2 separate regions of the Neogale vison genome follow, and region 2 is linked to region 1. The links are chromatin contacts, called in public Hi-C maps. All regions are on one chromosome and are shown on one strand. The core of a region is the stretch at or near the end of the contact, and the rest is flanking DNA. Distances in the headings are between cores, read along the strand shown. Region 1 has its middle 260 kb from the start of TGFB2. Region 2 holds the start of TGFB2 (transforming growth factor beta-2 proprotein).

What was found. A called contact is a pair of places that touch in the nucleus more often than the background predicts.
Region 2: a contact with region 1 is called in a Hi-C map of muscle, with 4 times the contacts expected there. The contact joins the promoter of TGFB2 here to the enhancer-like site in region 1. A contact is called at or near these places in 2 of 3 Hi-C or Micro-C datasets (fibroblasts and muscle).

Annotation. Positions count from the first base shown.
Region 1 is chr10:13,086,480-13,092,104 of ASM_NN_V1, forward strand. No RefSeq gene overlaps it. Among named protein-coding and RNA genes, the nearest start is that of TGFB2, 260 kb to the right of the region's middle. Within about 2 kb of position 3,137, the one cell type or tissue checked has open chromatin away from gene starts, as enhancers often do. A contact at or near this core is called in fibroblasts, where this site is marked.
Region 2 is chr10:13,347,222-13,352,846 of ASM_NN_V1, forward strand. It overlaps TGFB2 (transforming growth factor beta-2 proprotein), which reads right to left and starts at 2,436. Exons shown (of 8, transcript XM_044266821.1): 1 at 1,439-2,436. The coding sequence starts at 1,784.

The DNA of each region.
Region 1 (5,625 bases), core at 1,887-4,386:
ACACTACTATTTAAAAATGGAATCTCTTCACTTCCAGCTTTATTTTTTCCTGAACACTTATTACCTTCAAACCTACCAACTTCATTATTACTATTTTATTTTTTTTAATTTCAATCTTTTACAAAAAGACAGCAAGCTTCACAAGGGCACGATCCATGTGTATTTGCTCACTGCAGTAGCCTTGGCACTTAGACCAGGATCTGGCATATAAATGTTTCTATAAATAAATAAAAATATTTATACTTACTCATATCTATATTCATTCATGCATTCATGGTTTGGATTATAGCATCATTGAAGTCAGGAAGAGAGGCGATTTCAAGTAAGATGGATCAACAGTGTCAAAGATTTCGGAGAACTAAGGGCCACCTGGCTGGCTCCTTTGGGAGCACATGCAACTCTTGATGTCAAGGCTGTGAGTTTGAACCCCATGTTGAGTATGGAAATTACTTGAAAACACATTAAAAAAAAAAAAAAGGATAACTTAAAAAAAAAAAGATTTCGGAGAACTCAGGTATGATAGGCTGATGCATGTTTCAAGGGAAAGTACAGATGGCCTTATAGCAAAGCTCTTCAGCAAAATGAATGAGGAAATGGGAGGAGAAGGGTGTCTCTTATGAGGTCCATGGTATACAAAAAGATATTCATTTTAGGCAGGAAGACAGACATCCTTTCCATTGTAGTTAGAGGGAGAGAGAAATGATGGAAATGGGTTTGGTGAGGCCAAACCCTCACCAAAACCCCCACCAAAGGTTGGGGAGCAGAGTTTGATGGAGAATCTATCCTAGTAAATCTACCTTCTCCATGAAGTAGGGAATTGGGAAGTTAGATTATCTTTTGAAAAAGGGGGATGACGGACTCAGAAATGTGAAGACCATGGAGATTTGAAATGCAGAGAATGAGAAACGAAGCTGAAGGGAAACAGGATGTCTGAATTGTTCCTTGCAGCACTTCTTTCATTGCTTTTTCCTTTGTTCCATTCTGTTTTCCTTTTGAAGAGAGGCTATCATTTTTAGATCATTTCAACTCTAATAATGGATTTTGTGCATGGTAAAAAAACAAGATCTTGAGAACTGGATCATGAAACATACTTCCTGAGCACCCTTAGAGCCATCTGTATACATGCGTCTGGAAGCATGCATGTGTGCCAGACGTATGTGTGTACATACAGGTGGTCTTCACGCACTTAGCTCATACATCCCATCCTCTCCTACAGTCTCCCATAGATAGACTTCGCTATGCCAAACATGGACCTTCGTTCATCTATCCATCAAGTAAACATTTCTATCCATCAAGTAAACATTTCAAGCTATTACACAGAAGTCTTATCATCTGCCTTGGAAATGACTCCATTTTGGTTACATATATAGCAATTTGTGCAATCATTTCATATTTCACTGAATTGGGGCCTTACTATTATAGACATGTGAGTGAAAATGCAGAAACAAGATAATAAAAATTAACACGATCAAGACAAATGAAATCATTAGGTTTTTGGAAGCTGCTGGTCTCTAGTCTTATATGCTCACTTACAAGCAAGCAAGTGAGCTCAATGGTAAACAAAGAAGGAAGAGCAGGAGAAGCAGCTAAATTAAAGGATATGAGTAAAATCCTAGAAGTTTGTCCCACTAGGAATAAGGAAAGGCTATTAAGGCTGATGCAAAGACTTTCAGATTCAGACTTGTAGTCAGAACCAGGAAGACAGGGGAGAAGCAGCTCGTTCTCTCTTTCGTAGAACACTACGATTTCACTACCTCACATTTCAGATCTTCTAAACCTTATCTGCCACTGTCTGTTCTTCCATTTCCCAGAAAAACTCTTTCAGCTGCCTGACCAAACCTTTGAATTCCAACTTTTGTGACAGACTGTTGCCCTTGAACCGGGAAAACTCTGCAACTGGAACTTTCAAATCTTCCCGGGAAGGTTTGTACATGTGCATGAAACCCAAAAGGCTCGATTTAGTTGCTGAGCTCATGGGCACTATGGCTATTCATTCCCCAGTTTCCACCCCAGACCATGGTTGAGGCCAACCATAATTACCTGTTTCTTTCTACTGGGAAGACCCAACTTGTCATTTGGACAGGAGCGGCCATCTGGAAGAGTTATTCTAAGATGCATTTGTGCCCATCCTGATTCTGCCCCACTTATACTCTGAATTTGTCAGCACATATTATTTTGAAAGATCCAGTAAGAAGAACTATGTCTGGAGAAGACTCTGAGTGTTTCCACTTGAGCTCCAGTTGCTGGAACAGAATGACTAAGTGCAAGGACACACAACTCCCGTGGTTATGGTTCAGTCAAATTGCCATGAGTTTTACTTACAAAATTTAATGAGATAGCACAGTTCATTCCAAATTATCTAATAAAAGAAATCACAGAAGTGATGCTGGACTAGTTAAGACTGAAATGACTACCCCCTGATGCACGATAGTCTTGTGCAGCCACCAGAGGGGAGACTCTTCTTGGACAGGGGAAGGGAAATGAGCTGAGAGGAATGCATGAAGCACTCAAGGACAGACAGAGCCATGTGCGTGAGCTGCCATCTTTTTTCCTTCTCAATTTACTGACCCTTATTTTCCAACATGAGACACCTTTTTAAGACCAAAACAGGATGCTAAAATAATTACGTGCAACAACCCATGTAAACTGGGCTATCCCAGACAAACTTAGAAAACGGGACTTCCCTACCTCCTTGAGTGTGGGCCCAAATATCAAGGCATTGTCACCCGCAAATCCCAAACCTAATTGTTATTATCTCCCTTTTACAAATATGAAAACTGACAGGTTTGCTAACTCTGTGGACTACATATTAGTATTCTCACTCCACAGACAATGGGATTGAGAAGCAGAGAAACTAACTCTACTTTACACTAACAAAAGTATCTCTTTGTTAAGTATCCAGTTAATGTGATAAAAAAAAAAAATATCGGGAGGGCATGCCATCTGTCTTGACTTTCTCTATCCTAATAAAACACGAATAACTGAAAAATCTCTACTTCATTGGCAATGTTTAGACAGAGAATAAATATTCATACCACTCAAGTTTAAAATGCTTTGCCCCCAAGCTTAAACATTTTCAGCATCTCCTGCAAAACTATGACCCTGAGTTTTTAATTGTTGACTCAAAGACTTGGGGTATTTCATATCTGCAGCAATTGAAAGAATGCTATTCATGTTAACCACAAGAGGCTTAAGAGAGAGAGCTAACTGCTGCATCCGCATTCTTGGAGAGGTCTGAAAGCAAAAGAGGCTCTTCTGTTGCTTGACAGCAGCAGGGGTCTGAGGGCCCTCTCAGGGAGCCTGCCGGCAGGGAGGTGAGTCATGGAGGAGTGCCAGAGCTTCTGAACTCATCCACTTCAGGAACGAGGAACTCAGCGCCCACAGGGAATGAGATCAGCTGCTTTTAAGGACAATCTGGTTGTCAGGCTCAATGAACACCCACATTAGACATCACTGGACATGTAAGAAACAGGACATGTGGTTCCTATGTTGTCTCTGAAATCCTGGCTCCACAGGAACACTTGGAGACATATTTTCCCCAAGGCCTTCCAAGGAAACGAGGAGTGCTTGTTTTCCACAAATTTGTTGAGTTTTAGGACACTATAATTTCCAACTATTATTACCTTCCCTCTGAATGTGAATTTATTCTAAGGCGCCATGTTTGATGCGTCTCTCAGACGTTAAAATTGTCTCCTTTAGGGGCGTCTGGGTGGCTCAGTGGGTTGGGCCGCTGCCTTCTGCTCGGGTCATGATCTCAGGGTCCTGGGCTGGAGCCCTGCCTTGGACTCTCTGCTCAGGTCAGCGGGGAGCCTGCTCACTGCCCCCCACCCCGCCCCCGCCTGCCTCTCTGCCTACTTGTGATCTCTCTCTCTCTGTCAAATAAATAAATAAAATCTTTTTTAAAAAATTGTCTCCTTTAAGAGAAATGTAGTGTCTTTAGTGGATTATCTTATTGTCTTTTAAGACCTCGAGACTTTCAGAAATCACTTCCTCAGACATAAACCATGTGTCCTAGGTTCTCTGTTTTGTACTAGGCATGTACTAGTGAATATCAAGTGGTAACTCACATAATGAGACAAGTCTTCATCAGGTGGCAGAAAGAAACGTGTACCCTATCAATTTTTGATCTACACTACATGAAAAAACTTTGTTTATTCAACCCACCCAACTTTGTTGTACATGATTTCAAATCTATTTATCAAAGAGATTTGTATTTATATAGACAGACACAGCACAATTTAGGGCACCACAAATCTTTCCACTTACCCAGGAAGTGACTTTTGACCTGAATTTTGATCTGTCTTTGGACGTTAATCATCAAAAACAGCGTAGGAAACATATGTAACCACAGCCTCAGTGACTGAATATTCTCTAATGTTATAATCAAGTTTCACAACTTTATAGACTTTCACAAAGTCTATCTTTGTGAAAGTATCATAAAACTGATCCATTATTGGCACTGGACTGCCATTAATGCAAAATGAATAGCTTCATTATAGAAGAACCTCACAAAAAGGAGAGAAATTAAATCCCATCTTCCCTCCATTGTTCCCAAAAGAAAATTTGATTTGTATATGTGGAATCCCTGCTCTGTTCTCAACTACCCTAATTTCCTTAACCTTGACCAGCCCCCAGGATAACTCTCACCCCACTTTTTGCCCCAGGAGCGTTTTGCCAATATGCACTGAAGACTGGCTGGTGGAAAGCAGCCTGCCAGCCAAATCTCTGGTAGTCATGGAATTCTGACTTATATTCACTCTTTGGGGCTCACTGGCTCCGAATCTCAACTCACTTGGCCTTTATTTATTTATTTATTTATTTTTTAGTTCCACTGTCATTTATTCAGGACACATTGCAGCTCTCAAAAAATGTAACACATATTTTGAAAAACAATTTTTACTTCATAGATAAAATCTTGATGACACATACAACTGTCTCTAAAATATTTCATAGAAATGTATAAACTTGTAAGAATAATATATTTTTATGACCATATTAAGATACATATATTTAATTTTTTATGTAAATTTAGTTATTATCAACATCAGAACTTATACTTTTTAAATATGCATTGCAAGTCCATGTAAAAGCATAAATTACATAAAATATATTTCATGACCCTTAGGTAATGATTTTTTTCTTTTATAATTAAGCCCTAATATTTCTGAAACTATAGTAGTCCATTACATCATGCCATATATATATATATATATATATATATAATGCTTTTTCTTTGTTCAATTTTTTGTTTTCTTTTTTTTTAATAGAACTTTTTATTTTTTCTTTTTTATTTTTCAGTGTTCCAAGATTCATTGTTTATGCACCACACCCAGTGCTCCATGCAATACGTGCCCTCCTTAATGCCCAGAACTAGGCTCACACAACCCCCCAACTCCCCTCCCCTCCAAAACCCTCAGTTCGTTTCTCAGAGTCCACAGTCTGTCCTACTTCATCTCCCACTCCGATTTCCCCCAATTCACTTTTCCTTTCCTTCTCCTAATGTCCTCCATGCCTTTTCTTGTGTTCCACAAATAAGTGAAACCATATGATAATGAACTTTCTCTGCTCACTTGGCCTTTAGATACCCGTGGGCCTCAGATTGATAATGACAGTTAACATACCCCA
Region 2 (5,625 bases), core at 1,186-3,685, 260 kb after region 1:
AAAACTACCAAGATGGCCATATTATCTATTTAGGCAAGACACAGAGACATTGTGAGGGCGGCCAGCAAGTATATAGGGCATGGAAAGGGGAGGAGAGAAATGGGCAACCAATGAAAAAGTTTATGACTTGGGATTTGGAATAGGCAAATGTTGAAGCTTTTTTTTTTCTTTTTTTTTTCTTCTTCCTGGTATTTAACCCTCTCAGGTATCACTGGATATGTCTTTCCTTCCTTCCTTTCTTCCTTCCTTCCTTCCTTCCTTCCTTCCTTCCTTTCTTTCTTTCTTTTTCTTTTTCTTTCTTTTCTTTTCTTTTTCTTTTTTTCCCTTAAGAACTTGGAAATCTTTCTCTGCTAACTGTCCTCTTCCCTTCCCCCCAGAGGAACCGCACGATCAATCACTTCACGCCCGTCGCTACTGTTTGCCCCTGGTATTGAGGACGCTGCCCTCGGAGAAGCCAGTTTAAAAACATTAAAAACAACAACAACAAAAAAAAAAAAAACAAGCAAATAAACAAACAAAAAACTCGGTTGTCCTCTACTCTCTGTAAGATTTAGGAACACGCCGAAGTAACTGCAAGGAAGCCACAGAAAGCTCTGGGAGCCGAGGGCTCGAGAGGGAGAAAGTTCAACGGTAAACCCGTCAGGAAAATGATCTGCTCCACCCGCGACCTTAAGAAGACAGGTCCGAGGGAATTCTGAAAAATAACGCGAAGTAAAACACTTTTTTGACGTCGTCAGAAGCGAAGTTGTCTTTCCTGCCACTCCAGGTGAAATCGAGAGGGGACGAGGTGACAAGATCTCGCCTTGGGGGGCGGGGGTGTAAGCACCCGCTGTGGCAGGAGGTCCAAGAACTGGGGGTTCGGAGGTGCTTTTGGAGGGGTCTCCAAATGGGGTTTTGTCCTGGCGATGCTGACATTTTTAGGGGCGTTAGAGACAATAGGGAAGGCTTGGGGAACCCGCTGATAGGTCGGCCCGGAAAGGGGCGCCTTCCGGAGAGGCTAGGTTTGAGCCACTCTTTTTTTAACCCTTCGTGCGCCAGTTCGGTGGGGTCCCCGCGGAGAAAACAAGCCCACCGAGACGTCCCGGTCTAACTCGGCCCCGGGGAGCGCCTCGCGTGCGACCGAGGAGGGGGGCTGAGCCCTGGCTGGTGGCCGGGAAGAGACTTTCAGGGGCCAGAAGGAGAGCCTAACGCCTCGTACAGGACCGAGGCGTGGGGGGAAGGGAGACATGGAGAAAACCAAGTCGAAAGTGGCCGACTGCAAGCCTAAGGCTCTCAGGCACGCAACGGGCAGGGAGGTGGGTGGGACGCAGGACCGGGGAGGGGAGGGGAGCGCGGCCCCGACCCCGGGCGGGAAGGGCCGTCCCCGGAGTCGTGGCGGCTCCGAGAGCCTCTGGCCGCGCTAAGCCTCAGGGAATGGAAGCGAAAGAACAGTACTTACTTTCCGAGGGGAAGAAGGGCGGCATGTCTATTTTGTAAACCTCCTTGGCGTAGTACTCCTCGTCGCTCCTCTCGCGCTCGCAGGCGGCCGCCCTCCGGCTCGCCTTCTCCTGGAGCAAGTCCCTGGTGCTGTTGTAGATGGAAATCACCTCCGGGGGCACTTCCTCGGGTTCGGGATAGTCTTCTGGGGGGCTGGTGAGCTTCAGCTTGCTCAGGATCTGCCCGCGGATCGCCTCGATCCTCTTGCGCATGAACTGGTCCATATCGAGCGTGCTGCAGGTAGACAGGCTGAGCGCGGCCGTGACCAGATGCAGGAGCAGAAAAGCGCTCAGCACACAGTAGTGCATTTTTTTTAAAGGTGGAAAAATAATAATAAAAAAAAAAAGTAAAAAAAAAAAAAACAACTAAGGAAAAAAAAAAAGAAACCAACAACTCTCAAGTACAGATCAGGTAGATTTTTTTTTTTTTTTTAATGCGAAACTTTTGCAAACAATCGAGAGTCAACGTCCGATAGAAAAAGGTATCTTGCTTGAGTTCCTTTAAAAAGAAAATGCAAGTCGTTCCAAAAGTGGAAATAGTAATACACGATGGGCAGGGGGGACTCTAACTTTGGGGAGTAAGAAAAAGTTTTCTTGGAGCGACGAGATGAGGGGGAAAAAAGAGACGAGTGGCTATTAGGCAGGAATAAATTTAAGAGGAGGCAACGGAGTTCAGTGTGTCAGTTTCGGTGCGGAGTGGCGGATCTGAACTCGGCTCCTCCGGCCAAAAGGGAAGAGATGAAAAGGTCCCGGGGCTGGCAGCCGGCGAGCTGGCGGGAGGGGCGCCGGGAGCGCTGTGCGGGGGGCCGCCGAGGCTGGCCGGGCGGTAATTTAAGTATTTAAAGAAGGAGCGGTTCGGCCCTGCCTTCCACTGCGGCGCTGAGAGCAGGAGCAGCCGCGGCTCCGGAGCGGAGAGCGCACACGTGTGTGAGTGTGTGAGTGTGTGAGCGAGTGTGTGTGCGCGCGCGCCTGTGCGCGCGCTGGGGGCGAGCCGGCGCGCCGCGGGGAGGCGGGTGCGCTCCGCACGGCGCTCGGGACGCGGTCGGGTCCTGCGCGGGCCGCGGCGGCGGCGGCGGAGGCGGCGACGATCCTGCTCCCGGAGCTGCGCGCGGTGGCCGACAGCCCGGCCGGCGCGCGCCGACCCGCCCGGCTACTCCACGTCGTGCCGCCGCTCGCGGACGCGTCCAGCCTCCACCTCCCTCCTTCTCCTGCTCCTCCTTCTGCTCTCGCTCCAGACGCCAACCCGGCAATAGACGACCAGCTGCCGCCGTTGCAGTCAGCCCCGGGGGCGCGCTGCCTGGGCAGTGTTTCTCCTAAAGGGGCGACGAGGGGGTCCCTTGGACTCCCACCCTTTCCCAGCCTCTCCCGGTTCCCCTCCCACTCGGACTTTCTCGCGGCGGGTAGGTGGGCACTTGGCACCCTGCGACAGACCCTCTCCTCCGACTTCCTGCAGCCGGGCAGCCCCTCGCTCCGCTGCCCCGCGGCTCCCTAGACCGTTACACGGTTCTCCATCCCTTCCCCGGGTCTCCGTCCCCCGCGCCCCTGCTCTTCTCTGTGCTCCTGTCTCTCGCTCGCTCGTCTACCTCTCCTGCCTTGCTCTCTTCTCCTCTCTCTCTCTCTCTTTCTCTCTCGTCGGGGGCTTCTGGAGCTCCCCTCGGAGCGAACCTTCTGCTGCCAGCAGATAACATCACGATCTTGCCTGGGAGGGGAGATTTATAAGTTCTCTCGGAACCACGTGTTTGCCTTCAACAAAGTGACGTGCTAGGATTACAGTCAGAAGTCCTCTCGTTTACTTAGACCACGAGCTCTCCCCGAACCGTGGAGGGGGTGTGGAAATGAGGACGGCTGCGGGCAAGGGAGGGAGGAGGTGGAGTGTGCGCCCTGACAACAGTGATTTATGGTATTTACTTTATATAGTCATTTTGGACCGGTCTGTTGAAGGACAAGCTATCAGGCCTCCCGTTTTTACTTAATGTGGCTCACGCACAGCCTCCCAAACTCAATCACTTGCTCTAGAAAGTCTTCCCTTCTGTACTGTACACACACAACTCTCTCTCTCTCTCTCTCTCTCTCGTGAATGTGCATCACACAGTTTACTCAGGATGCCCCCAGCCCTGAGACATGCTTCCAATCTAAGATTCACTTCCTACATTTTTAGTGGAATCATTTTCTGAGATCCCCTAACACTAGGCTAGTACATCTCTCCTAAAGATTATCTTATTAGGGTTTGTTTTTTTACAGTCTAGTCCCCCATTTCACTGTAAACTGATGAGAACATGAAAACAGCACTTTTTTTACTTAGAGAATGAACTAGATGTACTTGTTTCACTGTATGAATGAATGAATACCTTAGCTTGCTGCCTATGCCACTTCTTCATAGGACTTTCTCTTCCTTGCCTTCTTTCCCAGGTAGACATCAGCAACCAACTTCATTCTTTCCATAGCATACACCCCGAAAGCCGGAATTTTAAAGTGATGTCTACTGCTAGGCACTACACACTACTTGACATTTTCTATTTCAACCTAGTCTCAATTAGATGAGTCTAAGAATGATTCTTGCCATGGTTCACTTTTCCCTTTGTCTTTCTATTTTACCTTCAGTTACTCAAAGTCAACATTTTCATTTCATCATGACGATGGCCATACTGATTAGACAGAGGGTTTAAAGTGGAAACTCTGTTGACTATTCCCCCAAACTCAAAGCCTCTATATTATTCCCTAGTTCAGACGTTTCTTTTCCATGGTAAGTGGTAGAGCTGCATTTTACAGTCAGGATCCGTTGCCTGCAGACTAAGATGCCCTATGTAAACTGGTACCAGAACATGCCCGACAAACATGGATTCGAAGGTGATGGGAAGTCTGGGAGATACGCAGGCCCTGTTCCTTCTTGCAGATTGACAATTCCCATCATCCTGTTAAAGGCTCTGAAAATCTTGCAGGAAAAAAAAAAAATTGTTCAGGTCTTTTAACGTAGCATATTCTGAACTCCCTTGAACATGGGATTCTTTACCTATTAGGGCACACTGGAAAACTCAGACATAAAGAGATTGTTCCAATCTGCTTCTGAAAGTTACAGATGAATCGGCATTAGTAGTTTCCTTTCCTCGTGGCCAGTTTCAAATTGAAGTGTCTTGAAAAAAGAGCTGGACCACCAGCTGCACTTCTAGTAGCCAACAGAGATAGAATCAAAAGGAGCTACTGTGGGCCTAGCTCTCCCCCAGACTCATCAAGCTGCCACCCCTTTGAGTTCAGCTGGAGAACAGCAAAAGATCAGCTCTACACCAAGGGGGGGAAAGTGAATATTCGTTTGTTCTAGAAAGCAGAGGAAGACATGCAAACTAGAGCTGGTGACCCAAATGCTGCGGCGGTGACCTCCGTCGTGATGCTCTGTGGAGGTCACAGGTTCAGCCTCCCTGCAAACCAGCGAGACTACCTCCGTGGTATAGACACAAACTGACCTGAGGTTAAGTGGATTCAGATTAGAGTACGGAGAGATTAGCCAAAGTCCATCTACTTCACTTCTAGAAAAACAATGTAAGTAATAAATTCTCCCGACAACCCTTCCCAACAGAAACATGTGCTTCTATGTCCACAATGCTTAGTTCATGGAGCACTTATCGCTAACTCAACAACCGCTGAGACCCCCTGGCCTAAGCCCAAGAGACTGCTTCTAATTCCCCCAAAGCCCAGGCAGGTAGGACCAGGGAGTGGCTGGTGAAATGTGGCATAGGCAAGTACAGCAACTCAGGCTAGCAGGAGTGGAGTCCCCTCTGCCTCTCAGAGGACCCTCTGAAGAGGTAAACGGGTTAAGACAGTAAGTGATGCGTCCCTGGGAATCATGAATGGACCCTTTCTTCTATTAAATAACTCTTTCAGAGCTTTTTCATCTCTATATTCAAGAAGTAAATATCCACTAAATTTATTGAGATCTTATTATGTGGGAGGGACTTCAGACAATTTTCATGGTAAGAGGGTATGTAACTCATCTGGATCATCCTGATTACCTCGGAAAGGTATTTAAGCTGTATAAGACATCTTGATTACCTCAAGGAGGCAGGAGAGCATAGTGGTTAAAGGACAGACTCCACAGTCAAGTGCTCTTGAGTTCAAATTTCAGTTACTTTCTGGTTTTGTGATCCTGGCCACGTGA